2 separate regions of the Sus scrofa genome follow, and region 2 is linked to region 1. The links are chromatin contacts, called in public Hi-C maps. All regions are on one chromosome and are shown on one strand. The core of a region is the stretch at or near the end of the contact, and the rest is flanking DNA. Distances in the headings are between cores, read along the strand shown. Region 1 holds the start of TMTC3 (transmembrane and TPR repeat-containing protein 3). Region 2 holds the start of C5H12orf29 (chromosome 5 open reading frame, human C12orf29).

Region 1 (6,874 bases), core at 3,122-5,621:
TTCACAAAATTCTTTTGAGAATTTTTGGCACATAGCTAACAGTTTTTCATATAAAGCACCCCAAGCAATTTCCACATCTATATAACTTTTATTCTGGTCTGTTTGCTTCGTTGGATTTTTTCACTTGCTTCTTGAATTCACCATAGCCTTCCGCTCGCATCCCCACACTAGGACTTGGTCCGAGCAGGAACACTCCCCAGTTATTCAGTGTATCTGTCCTTTACCTCATAAGAACCTTTAATTCCTTGATTCTTCTTCCTCATCCCTCCCCGCCACCCCAATCTTGGCTGCCTATTTTACTAAGATTCCATAATCACCACTTTGACCACTTTCTTACCAGTATCGCCAACTGCCCTGTCCCTCTACTCTATAGCAGTTGCCTTGCTAAACACTAACTCAGAACCGATCTGATTTCATAACTCACTTAACAAATATTTGTTGACAATGACGGGGATTTTCCTAGAAGCTGCATATACAGTAAGGAATACAACATAAACCATCCAAGTTTAAAGAGTTAAAGAAGCAGGATTTGAACTTAACTGTCTGACTCCAGATCCTGAAATCTCGAGTTCATTCTCCACTACGTTTCAGGTTTTATCTGACTTCCTTACAACGTGACCACACATCTCCCACTCTTAGTTTTAGCAGAGGCCCTCTCCGTCCTCTCAAACTCCAGGCACTGAACCTACAAACATAAGAAAGCTCCTGTAGGCATCCATTCTTCCTCCCCTCCTGTTACAAAGGAGAAAGACTAACCCATCTACCTCACACGCTTTCCCCACAGTCTCAGTAATCTCAATGTATTCAGTTCCTTAACAAACACATTCACATCTTCACTCTTGGCCTTCTCAAAAGCTACTTCTTCTCCTATTCCTTTCTATCATTGTTCCTCAAATTCCCAAAAGCCATATTCTACCTGAGTTGTCGTAATTTTTTTATATGTTTCTCTAGAGTGTAATTTCCATTAGGTTACTCAGTGTTTTTATTTTGCTCACAACTGGATGTGCAATCCTTGGTACAACATAAGGTACAGGCATAGGCAGGTGAAATATATACTGAACAAACAATTATAAACACAATATCCTGTGATTTTTCCAGCTAACTGCAAAGCAAAAATTTGAAAATAATAATTGAAAATATTTATAACAATTACATCCTAAAGACTATAAAAGAACATACCTCCAGTTCATTTTCCAGTTTCATTACTTTAGTTTTTAATTGATTTTCTATTAAAAAAAAGAAATGTTTCAATAGGTAAAAGTCATCTCAAAAAAAACTTTTAAATAAATTTCAATAAAACAATAAAATTAATCCTTTTTTTTGGTCTTTCTAGGGCACAGGGATGTTCTCAGGCTCCGGGTCAAGTTGGAGCTGCAGCTGCCGGTCTACAACACAGCCACAGCAACACCAGATTTAAGCTGCATCTGTGATCTACACCACAGCTCATGGCAATGCTGGATCCTTAACCCATTGAGTGAGGTCAGGGATCAAACCCATGTCCTCATGGATACTAGTCAGGTGTGTTACCGCTGAGCAACAAAAGGAACTCCAAAATTAATTCTTTTTAAAGATTCCATCATGTTTGTAATAAGTTAAGAAAACAACGATTTTATACCTGATCCATGAAATAGGAATTATAGAAAAATCTTTCAAAATAACCAGTATACACATTTTATGGAATATATTAAAGTTAATTCTCTATGGCTCAGTAAATAAATGCAATTCACTATTAAAACACCATAATAATTTTTCCCAAGGCACTTACCAAATTTTGCTTGTTCTTCTCCAGCTTTTTCAACTTCTTCCAAAGCTAACTCTACTTCTTGAGCTTTCATCTAAACATTAAAAAAAAAATTATTTCAGAATGACTTTACACTAGAATGCAAGCACTGAAAATAAAGACTTTAAAATTTGCTATCCCAATACTTAGTTTCTGAAATGCCTCACATAAGGAGACATTCAGCAAATAATTGTTGAATAGATGATTTTCTTATCAAAGGCAATAATTTCTAGATTCCTAACATCTTTGATTCCTCTTTATCACTTAAGACATATCTATTATCACAACTTTTCCATTTTGTAAGGTTTCTTTTACTACCTGCCTCTCTTTTCTCTCCCTTTTTTTTTTTGCGGGGGGGGGGTGGGGGGGGTGGGGACGGTCGTACCCACGGCATATGGAAGATCCCAGGCTAAGGATCAAATCAGAGCTGTAGCTGCCAGCCACAGCCACAGCCAAAGCAACTCAGGATCCGAGCCCCACCCGTGACCTACACTACAGCCCACAGCAACACCAGATCCTTTAACCCACTGAGCAAGGCCAAGGATGGAACCTGTGTCCTCATGGATACTAGTCAGGTTAACCACTGAGCCTCAAAGAGAACTCCTTTTCTCTTCTCATTTTCATTATTCTAACCCATAATTTTATGTTTTACTTCCTTCCAAACAGCTTCACTTCCCTTCACCTTGTCCTTTGAACATAACTAGTTTAACTTCTTAAGGTATGTTTTTGTATCTACCAGTGGTAGCTCAAAATTTTTTAATGGTTATTAATTGCTGACAGCATAAGATATACCTATTCCAAACTACACCAACATTTGTTTCCTCTACAAACTACTGTAAACTTTCTGCATTTATCTCAACGGTAAAGATTATGCCTGTTTTCTATTCCCAGGTTTATATGTATGGTAACCTCCAGCTGTAGAATCTCCTTAATGCTTTACCACTGCCTTACACTTACCTAAAACTACTCATCAGTCTTTGACCTTTATAAGGTCTTCTCACACTTAAATCTCTTCCCCTCCTAACAAATACCAAGAGTAGGCTACCTAACAAATTACATTACATAATTAACACAGGATTTCCCTATGCTTTTTTAAACATACACATTCTGCCTTCCCTATACATTCTTTTAATAACTTGAGAGCAGAAATTAGCTGTTTGGCACCTAAAATTCTTAATCAACATTTGAGGATACCCCATTTTTTAGTGGTTATTTAAATAGCACAAAGTACTTTCACAGAGAGTAACATATATAAGAACAGATTCTTACACTGTAATAGTCAAAGCTATTATTAAAACCTACTGCATACAAACCTTCATTAGTGACTGAGTAATTCTGAAAAGGTGTACCATATTTTCTTGACTTTCACTTTTTAGCTCATTTACCTCCACCTAAATAAAGAGAAAAGCAACTACTTCATATTATATAACCCTTAAGCAAAATAAAAGAACTCTTCCAATTGTACATTTCAGCGATTTCAGGGCCAATGTAGATTAATCGTAGTTATATGTATGTACCTATCCATTATTTACCAATGAAGTACCTTGGATAAGGAAATCAATAAATTATCTGCCAATTCTTCTTGACGAGGCAGCTCATCTGGATCAACTTTCATTATTTCTTTCCAGTTTATATTGGGTGACATCTTGAATTTTGTCACTGTGCCTTACCTTCTGTAATAAAACAAGTATTAGCATTTTCAAGGTAAACAGCATTAATCCTTTTACAATAATTTATAGTTTTTACAGATTACATTATTATAACTCTTTATGGTGTTAGCAAAAAGCTATGGCTCCTTAATTGTTTAACGGATGTCTAAGTAAAGTAGCCTGGATCAAAATTACAGCAGTTGCGACAAATCTTCAGGTATTTTATAGGCTAAATACACCACGACGGCTTCCACGCTTAAATTAATCTAAGTCAGAACTAAGATTTCGAGTCCCCCTCCTCTAAGCCCTCCCTTACCAGCAAGGCGCGGGAACATCTAATGTCGCCAAGAGAGAGGGTGCTTGGAAGTCAGAAATTTACTCCCGATCCGGACAAACAGGACCTAGGAGTGTGTGTGTGTGTGTCTGCTTGTTTTAAAGAGAAAGAGAGGAAATAAATGATTGAAATGAGCGCAGCTGGGTCGAGAAAACCAGGGCTGAAGCGAGAGAAAAGCAGCCAGATTGCGGACCTAAGGCGAAGGAAGGGGCGGGGAAGCACTAGGGCCTTGAGCCTTAAAGATCCTGCGTGGGAAGAGAATCTGCTCGCGCTCACTAGGATCTAGCCACCTACACCTGGCCTGGCGACCAGCTCCCACACCCACCCAAACGAGCCCCGCCGCCACGCCCAACCGCTCTGGCCCCGGGCGGTTCCAATCCCATCGGACGCTGGATCCCGCCAACTCGTGCAGAGCCAGCAACAGCGGCGGCGGCTGCTAGGCGACACCATTCCCCACCCCACCGAGGCCGGAACAAGAGCCCGGATGCCAGCGGCGCCTACATTTCACGACGGTGGGCGATGCTTTACGTTTAGATTCTCCCGCGGGGTCCCGGGACTCTGCGTTAAGAGCGGGGAGAAGGCGTGGGATGCGGACTCCAAGTCCCAGAGTGCAGTTCGGCTGGGCGGCTGGGGCGTCCAGGACCCTGAAGCCTCTGAGAAGTGGAGGTAGGCCGTTCCCGGCGTGCAGCGCGGGAGGCTGCGCCCGCACCCGGGCGGCGGGGGAACCATCCGGAGGCCGGAGGCGGAGCGGCTGAGGCGTGTCTGCGCCGGGGACCTGAACAAGGTAGACCATGACCGTGCCTTCGGTGGCGTCGCTCGCTGGGACGCTCCTCCTGAGGTTTCTCTAAGCCATCCCCTGGTGGGACCGCTCCCAGGTGAGGTCGGGCTGTTGGTCGGCGGCGGGGGAGGCGCCGTCGGGGCGGAGAGAAGCTCCTGCCTTCGGGGGACCGGAGGGCCCGGCCCGGGTCCGAAGAGGTGGGGCGACCCCGCCCTCTCCTTGGGCGTTCGCCGGCGACTCCCCAGGTGGTGCCCTCTATCAGAAGAAAAAGTTTGCCTTCGTGGGCATCAGGATCTGTCTCCGCACAGGGGAGGGAGGGCCGCGATCACGGTTGGAGGGAGAGGGGAGAATGGAGAAGACGGCACCGCATCCTTTGGCCCCGGACCCCTTCCCTGTGGCACCTCACCTTCGCGGATTTCAGGACTTGAGGGTTGAGGAGCTTGTACGGAGAGCGAAGGCTCTAAAGGGGGAGCTTTAGAACTCAGGGTGGAGAGAGGAGGGGCCTCAGGTGCCCCCAGGATGCTGCGGTCACTTGGCTTGGTGACCGAGGATGTCCTTCCGTGTGAACGCCTTCTCAGGTGTTGCCAGCTCTCAGGTGTGTTTAAGTTTTGCTCTTGGGGCCGCTCCCAGCCATTCTGGAGTATAATGCACCATTTCTTAAGAAGCTGTAAACTTGAAATCCAAATGACATTTTCTGCTCTTGAACCAGTGCCTCTCCGTCTTTATCTTTTTTTTTAAGAACTTTATTTTTTCCCCTGTAATTGATACTGAAGTTTACGTTCCAAAGTAATGGATTTCTTTCCAAACGGTTTAGTAGCTATAACTCAAAATGAAAATACATGTAGTGATTTTGTGAGATATGTTTAAACACATTCATCACATTTGTAGGGATGATAAATTTATCTCGTCCTTTACTGAAAGGTGAGACACTTGAACACTGTACTTTAACCTATTAGCCGTGCTGTACGTTGTATCCCCAGAAATTATCTTATAAAGGAAAGTTTGTATCTTTTAACCAGTCTGGTCTTTGTTTCTATCAATTCAGTTTTTTTAGATTCCATAGAAATGAGATCACACAATATTTGTCTTTATCTGAGTTTACTTACCGTTATGCCCTCATGGTCCTTCTTTGCTGCCACGGTGTCACCGGGGGTAAGAGTTCCTTTTTTATGGCTGAATAAAAATACTCCATTGTGTGCATATACTACATTTTCTTTATTCCTTTAGCCATCTATTGAAACTTAGGTTGTTTCCATGAGTCGGCTGCTATAAAGATTGCTAAATGAATAAGTATCTCTTCAAAATAGTGATTTTGTTTTCTTCCTATCTATTCTCTGACGTGGAATTGCCGGGTAGTATCTTAGTTATTTTTGATTTTTTGAGGAACCTGTTTTCTGCGATGGCTGCATCAGTTTACCTTCCCACCAACAGTGCTCACGTGTTCCCTTTTCTCCCCATCCTGACGCTCGTTACCGCTAGTCTTTTTGATGCTAACCATTCTTAACAGGTGTGAAGTAATTGGAAATCTCATTGTAGTTTTGATTTGCGTTTCCTTGATGAATAGGGATGGTAAGCACCTCTTCATGTACCTTTTGGCCTTTCTCTGTCTTCTTTGGGATCAGCTCCTGTGCCCATTTTTTAACCAGATTTTGTTCATTTGCTGTGGAGTTGTGTGAGTTGTTTATATGTGGACTGTTGACCTGTTTTCAGATAGGTTTTTGCAGATATTTCCTCCCATTCCGTAGGTTGCCTTTTCATTTTGTTAATAATTTCCCTTGTTGTGTGGAAGCTTTTCATTTGACATAGGTCCACTTACTTATTTTTGCTTTTGTTGCCTTTGCCTTTGGTTTCAAGTCCAAAAAAAGCATTGCCAAGACCAATGTCAGGAAACTTACCCCCTAGCTTTGCTACTCAGAGTTTATGGTTTTAGGTTTTGTATTCAATTCTGTAATCCATTTTGAGTAGATTTTTGGGAGCATTGTAAGATAGGGGCTCAGTTTCATTCTTTTGCGTGTGGTTCTCCAGCTTTCCCAATAGCATTTATTAAAGAGACTATTCCTTCCCTACTGTATATTCTTGGTTCCTTTATTTCTGGCCTTCTGTTTTGTTCTCTTAGTCTGTGTGTTTGTTTTTATGCCAGTTGCGAACAATTTTGATTAGTATAGCTTTTTCATTATTTCATTTGATCATCATAATAATCCAATAAAATAGCTGCTTATATTGTCCTCATTTTCCAACTAAGTTAAGAAGCTGAGGCTTGGAGAGGCTAGTTACTCTGCTCAAACTTAAATAGTATGACTGAACACAAATCTTTTTGGCTAAAGGACATACTC
Region 2 (6,186 bases), core at 72-2,571, 110 kb before region 1:
GAATGTTTTGGAAGCTGATCTTTTCTCAGAAATGACAGAATGTTGGATCTAAAAGATTCTGTGGCAGTTTTGGAAATGACAGTTGTGAGACCCATGAAACGAGCTGCTTTTTAAGATGGTTGTGGGGAAACAAAAAGTCACCGGTGTTTGGCTATGAAACGCTAAGAGGTTCGGGTCGCAGGGTCTCACTTCAGTTTTCCTCCCCCACCCCTTACTCTTTCCTTCTTTCTCCCAGAGAAGAGAAAGCAGAGGGCAGTTTAATTAAAAACCGGCACATCTCGTCTTCTCTCCCTCCCCTCGGAATCCAGCAACCAAAAAATAGCGAAATTTTTGAGGGATATTTTATTCTTTGGGAATTCTTATACGTAGATACCTTCAAGTGAGATATAATCCTTTCATTTTCCAAGGGGTCAATCAGGAAAATGCTGGGCGATTAAACAGTTACAGAAACGAGACCTGGGCATTGGTCAAGCACGTAAACGAAGGCAGAAATCAAAATTCCCTACGAAGGACTACGAGTTTCAGGGAGACAGAAAGGCTACTATTGTAAAATATTTAATACATTTTTTTCCAGTCCTTGTCTTATTACTTACCCTCCAATATTCTTTTGAGTAATAAGCCAAAGCTGTTTTTAGCTCTGCAGCTGATTGACGACAAGTATTTAAGCCATTTGGACTCTAGTTGGAGCTCGTGTTGACTTAAGGAAAATGAGAGTCCTATGGAAAAATTAAGATTGAAATCTGATTGCTGGTATTCGTGTGATTTGGCTCTAAAGCTAAACTTTGCACTCACTCTGGAAAAAACACCAGACCCACTTTTGACCGTATTATGCCGCGCAATGAGGCATAATCCAAACGGTAAATTTTTTTTTTCGGCCCCATGTGTTAGAATTGTAGCGTTTTCTAATATCTACCCTAGAAAATTAGTTTTCATTTCGCCTTGTGATGCCTCCGGATATTTCTAAGCATCTACAGTGCACATTAAAGGGAACTGGCAAATTGGTTTCGTAAAAATGATGTTAAATCTCCACCTGAAATGATTCATTACTTGTCACTCGATAGCATTTAATTTTCATAAATATTACCGGCTACCAGTACACACACCAAAAACGGATATTTGCTTTTTCACGGTCATCAGAACGCTGAAGGGACGCTCGCGGGAGCGCACACGGCGGAACCTCGGCTTCCGCACTACAACTCCCAGAAGGCTCCGGGGCCAGGCGGCCGCTTCCGGGCGTGCGCGCCGTCGCCACGCTCGGCGCCCGGGGTACGCGGGAGCGCGGCCGCAGCACCATGCGCGGGTTGTGCGTGGTTTGAGCCTGTGCACGTCCTTCTGGCGCCCACCGAGTGCTGTTCCGAAGCGAGCTCTCCGCTCGCACTGCCTGTGGACCCACTATGAGGCGCCTGGGCTCGGTGCAGCGGAAGATGCCCTGTGTATTTGTGACGGAGGTGAAAGAGGAGCCTTCCGCTAAGAGGGAGCATCAGGTACCGAGGAGCGCCGGGCCCGCGGGGCTGTGTTTGAACCCGGTCTGGGCGCCCAGGCGCGTGGGAGCAGCCCTGCGGACCGGCCTGGGGGCTTTTTTGCAGTTGTCCGTGGGTACTCGAGGGTGGGGGTCTCCTGGGCCACGAGGTCCAGGTTCTTGTACCTTTTTGGTTGTACGGGAGGAAACCTGCGGGGGAATTTTTATAATTGGCGATTCACACTTGCCATCTCATGGAAATTGACAAGTCCTGTCTTAAATTATGTTCCTTTAATCTCAGGTTGCCACCTTTTGAGGACAGCCCCTTAAAGTCTTTATATAATCACCGCAAAACAATCTTTACGTCTTTTCACGAGTTTGGTTACTAAGTGGAGATTTTAGAAGACTGACTTTACCTGTTCCAACCTGGGAACCGGTGGCCGTGTTGACAACTACCCTCATTCAGTCCTTAGACGAGACCTTGAGTTTTGTGACCAGTAATTAAGTACTCGATGCTGATTTTGGTGTTCCCATTTCAAGGTTTTCTATTCTCTCAGCACCGTGTTTTACACATAGAGGGTCCTTAACAAATACTGGTCAGTGGCCCTGTATCGGGATAATTGGTTACTACACGGAAAGGTCCTTGATAGCAGAATCGCCGCTTCTGGGCTGAGTGCTTCCAACCTACAAGGAAACAGCTTGTGCATTTGACATCAGTCCCCACCTCCCCTTAACACCATTCACACTGGCCTTCGTGTCTTCCAGAATAAAAGGCCTCTAAGGCCAGGACAGCCTTACTATCTCTAGCCCCATTTCTAGGACCCAACACATGGTAGGCTCTGTGTAAATACTGACTGCATTAAAGAATGAGCCCTGGTGTCATTTCACGCCAGTTTTCCCTTCAGCTTGGTTTACCTTTTAAGATCTTACTGCCACCACTATTATATTTCAAAATATTTTATGCCCTGCTTATTGCAATACGTAAGTAATTGTTCTTTCTTGCCACCTAGAAAGATCAATACATTCTTTCCTAGTCCGGACCCCAGAGTTGCTACTAAATGTCTGTAACCGTAGTTGCCAAGCTTTTATTTTTTAAGTCCTAACAGACTTAATTCATATGAAATAACGTCTTCCCAAATAGTGATTCACTCTAGCGGGATTTTTCAACTATATGTTGGGGGCAGGAGGGGAGTAGTTTGTAAAAGCACCCTCCACCAGGAAGCTAAGCCCCTTCTCTTGTCCATCTGCCGCTGAAAATAGCGTAGAGTCTTGTTTATAAGCACAGCGTTCAGATTCTTAACTGTAATTCAAGGACACGCATTCATCAGGCCCAGTCATAAATTTTGCCCGTTGGGTCCACGATAAGGTGTCTGAGCTCAGTGCAGTGAAAAATGCCACGCTTGTTTGTGACAGAGGTGACGATGTAAGGTGAGGTCTCTGTTCTCGAAAAAGTCTGATCGTGTAAACATAGCAGGCACAGTCCTTTCTTTCTGTTTATGCTCGGGTTATGCACTCTGCACTCTGCCTGGGTCACTTCCAGAGTTTTAAATTGTTCGAATCAGACATTCTCCATGAAAGCTTTGATCAGCCTAGTTATCCCCGAGATTTCCCTGCCCAGAAATTTCTGTAGAGGACCACCCAGTTATGTTCACTACTACCTTTTGTATGCACGTGCCTTCTTTTTTCAGAAACATTCATAATTTAAAGTTTTCAGAGACAGAGAAAAGGAGAACTCGGTGTACTCCTGCCATCTCCTGTTGTCCTTTGGACATGTCACTAGCAAAGAGTGGTAGGTAATTTGTTCTTGTGAAAGGGATATTGGTACTCATCAAAAACTCCACGGAATAATCTTCTCCCTAGAATCTTTGATAAAGTTAAATACTCACCCACACTCCCACCCACACACATAACTTTTGGGCCAAACCTTGGCGCTGCTGCCGTGGGTTAAATTGGTATCTTCTGATACCAGTGTTATAAGTGAGTGATAATTCCCCAGCCATTCAGTTTTCTCTTAAAAATACTGAGAAAGGACCAGAGTGGCACTAATTTCCTAAGTTGGCTAGACTCTGAAACAGTATTTCATTTATTAGTCTTAAGCTTATCACACCAGTATAATGTTTATGTTGTACAGTGTTTTTTCACGTTATGTAAGATGAATGTTACTTCAGGTAATTGAGGCTATAACAGGGGCCTAAGTCTCAGAAATGAAAATAAATTACAGATTAACAAGTTGGTAGGAATCATAGAAACTGTCTTTTCCTCCTTTCTTGATGCTCTTTTGGCTTGTCTTCCTGATGGTAAAAAAACTGTGCTTTAAACATGCAAAAAACTATTTACCTCGGATAAAGCTACAAATCCCCATTTGTTTTTCTCCTAGTACTTATCATACCTGACATTGTATTATGCAGTTTCTTGCTGTTGGTGTCTCCCTCCCTAGAATGTTCTACCAAAGACAGGTGCTTTTTTGTTCACCTCTTTCCCAGTGCTGAGGACAGTGCTTAACTCAGGAGGCATCTTGTAAATAATTGTCGGGTAAATTTAACGCCTTAACACGGTTGCTAGGGATACAGCTCTGCATGGGACATGGTTCCTTGTGTCCTGCTCTTTATGGGGGATAAAGAAACATGTGCGTACACTTGACCCATGAACAATACCAGAGTTAGGGGTGCGGACCCTGCTGCAGTGGAAAAACCCTCATATTACTGTGTCTTCACATCCGGGGTTCTGCCTCTGGGATCCAGCCAAATCCGAATGTGCAGTACTGCAGTATTTACTATGGGAAAAGAAAGATCTGAGGAAGCGGCCCCATGCACTTCCAACCTGGGTGGTTCAGGAGTCAACTGTAATTACAAGTTTGTGTGGGAAAACATGTATGGCTGTCATAGCGCAGAAGGGGAGGGGGTAATTTGTAAGAACTTCCTGGGACAAATATCTTTAATTGTCTTGAAGGATAACCCTTAGAACTAGTAAAATGAATAACCTCTAGGTGAGAGTGTCTGGGAAGGCCTAGAGGCTTTTTGTCTTAAACCAGTTCTCTCTTTCTCTCTTTTAAGCCATTTAAAGTTTTGGCAACTGAAACTATAAGTCACAAGGCATTAGAGGCAGATATATACAGTGCAATCCCAACAGAAAAAGTGGATGGAACATGTTGTTATGTTACTACCTACAAAGGTAAAATGAAACTGTACTACAAATATTACTTATTTTTCTTACTCACTTAAACTGTATATGAACTTTATGAAGAGCAGTGCTCCATTTCTGATACACGAGTATCTCAAGAGCAGTGCCCCATTCTGCTCACGAATATGTCTGAAATGGAGCACTGCTCTCCATAAACCCTTGGAAACCGAAGTACAATGGGAAAATAACAAGGTCACGGTTGTTATACTTATTTATTATATTCTGTCTTTCTCTTGGGGGAGGAAAGGAAGATAACTGCTATTTTTTAAAATTTTTATTTACTTGTTTATTTTTATCATTACTCAATTTTGTTACATTTACAGTTGTGCGCCGATCATCACAACCCAGTTTTCCAGCATTTCCATCCCAAACTCCCAGTGCATCTCCCCACCCCCAGACTGTCTCATTTGGAAACCATAAGTTTTTTCAAAGTCTGTGAGTCACTATCTGTTCTGCAAAGAAGTTCATTCTGACCTTTTTTTTAGATTTCACATGTCAGTGAGAGCATATGTTGTTGGTGTCTTGCTGTCTGACCTCACTGAGCATGATAATTTCTATGTCCATCCATGTTGCTAAAAATGCCGGTATTTCGTTCCTTTTAATGGCTGAGTAATATTCCATTGTGTATATGTACCACATCTTCTTGATCCACGCCTCTGTCGATGGACATTTAGGTTGTTTCCATGTCTTGGCTATTGTATATACTGCTGTGATGAACATTGGAGTACATGTGTCTTTGCGAGTCATGGTTTTCTCTGGATAGATGCCCAGGAGTGGGATTGCTAGATCAAATGGTAATTCTATTTTCAGTTTTCTGAGGGAATCTCCACTGTTTTCCACAATGGTTGCACCAGTTTACATTCCCACCAACAGTGCAAGAGGGTTCCCTTTTCTCCACACCCTCTCCAGCACTTATTGTTTGTAGATTTTTTGATGCTGGCCATTGTGCCTGGTATAAGGTGGTACCTCCTAGTGGTTTTGATTTGCATTTCTCTGATAATGAGTGATGTTGAACATCTTTTCGTGTGTTTTTTGGCCATCTGTATGTCTGCTTTGGAGCATTATCTGTTTAGATCTTATGCCCATTTTTTGATGTCGTTTTTTTTTTTTTTGGTATTGAGCTGCAGAAGGTGTTTATAAATTTTGGAGGTTAGTCCCTTGTTAGTCTCTTCATTTGCAAATATTTTCTCCCATTCTGTGGGCTATCTTTTCATTTTGTTTAGGGGCTAATATTTCTTAATACCTATTAAGGGCCAGACAGTTTGATAAATGCTTTATACTTGTTTTCTCTAATTTGCCTCTCCATCTCACAGAAACAGAAACGGAAGCTTGGAGAACATAAATAATTAGTCCATGACCATATAATTAATGAAGGCTGAACGGGTAATAGGATCTAGGTTTGTCTGGCCCTAAAGCTTGTTCTTATACCACTGATCCCACTACTGATTCCACGGTTTTTCTTACTGTTGGCAATGTCTCTAATTTATTTTATTTCAAGGTACTTTAAAAGAGGTAGAAACTCAGACAGAAATGGTTAACTAGGTTAA

What was found. Hi-C and Micro-C count contacts between places; a contact is called where the count stands out from the background.
Region 2: a contact with region 1 is called in a Hi-C map of liver, with 4 times the contacts expected there. The contact joins the promoter of C5H12orf29 here to the promoter of TMTC3 in region 1. A contact is called at or near these places in 1 of 5 promoter capture datasets (liver) and 5 of 47 Hi-C or Micro-C datasets (heart right ventricle, liver and skeletal muscle).

What each region holds. Positions count from the first base shown.
Region 1 is chr5:94,381,763-94,388,636 of Sscrofa11.1, reverse strand. It overlaps TMTC3 (transmembrane and TPR repeat-containing protein 3), which reads left to right and starts at 4,371. Exons shown (of 14, transcript XM_021092778.1): 1 at 4,371-4,638. CEP290 (centrosomal protein of 290 kDa) reads right to left here and starts at 4,240. Exons shown (of 55, transcript XM_021092777.1): 1 at 4,089-4,240; 2 at 3,324-3,453; 3 at 3,094-3,171; 4 at 1,766-1,835; 5 at 1,180-1,226. The coding sequence starts at 3,425.
Region 2 is chr5:94,484,711-94,490,896 of Sscrofa11.1, reverse strand. C5H12orf29 (chromosome 5 open reading frame, human C12orf29) reads left to right here and starts at 1,321. Exons shown (of 7, transcript NM_001243635.1): 1 at 1,321-1,484; 2 at 4,513-4,630. The coding sequence starts at 1,395. C5H12orf50 reads right to left here and starts at 1,183. Exons shown (of 14, transcript XM_021092780.1): 1 at 1,102-1,183; 2 at 594-716.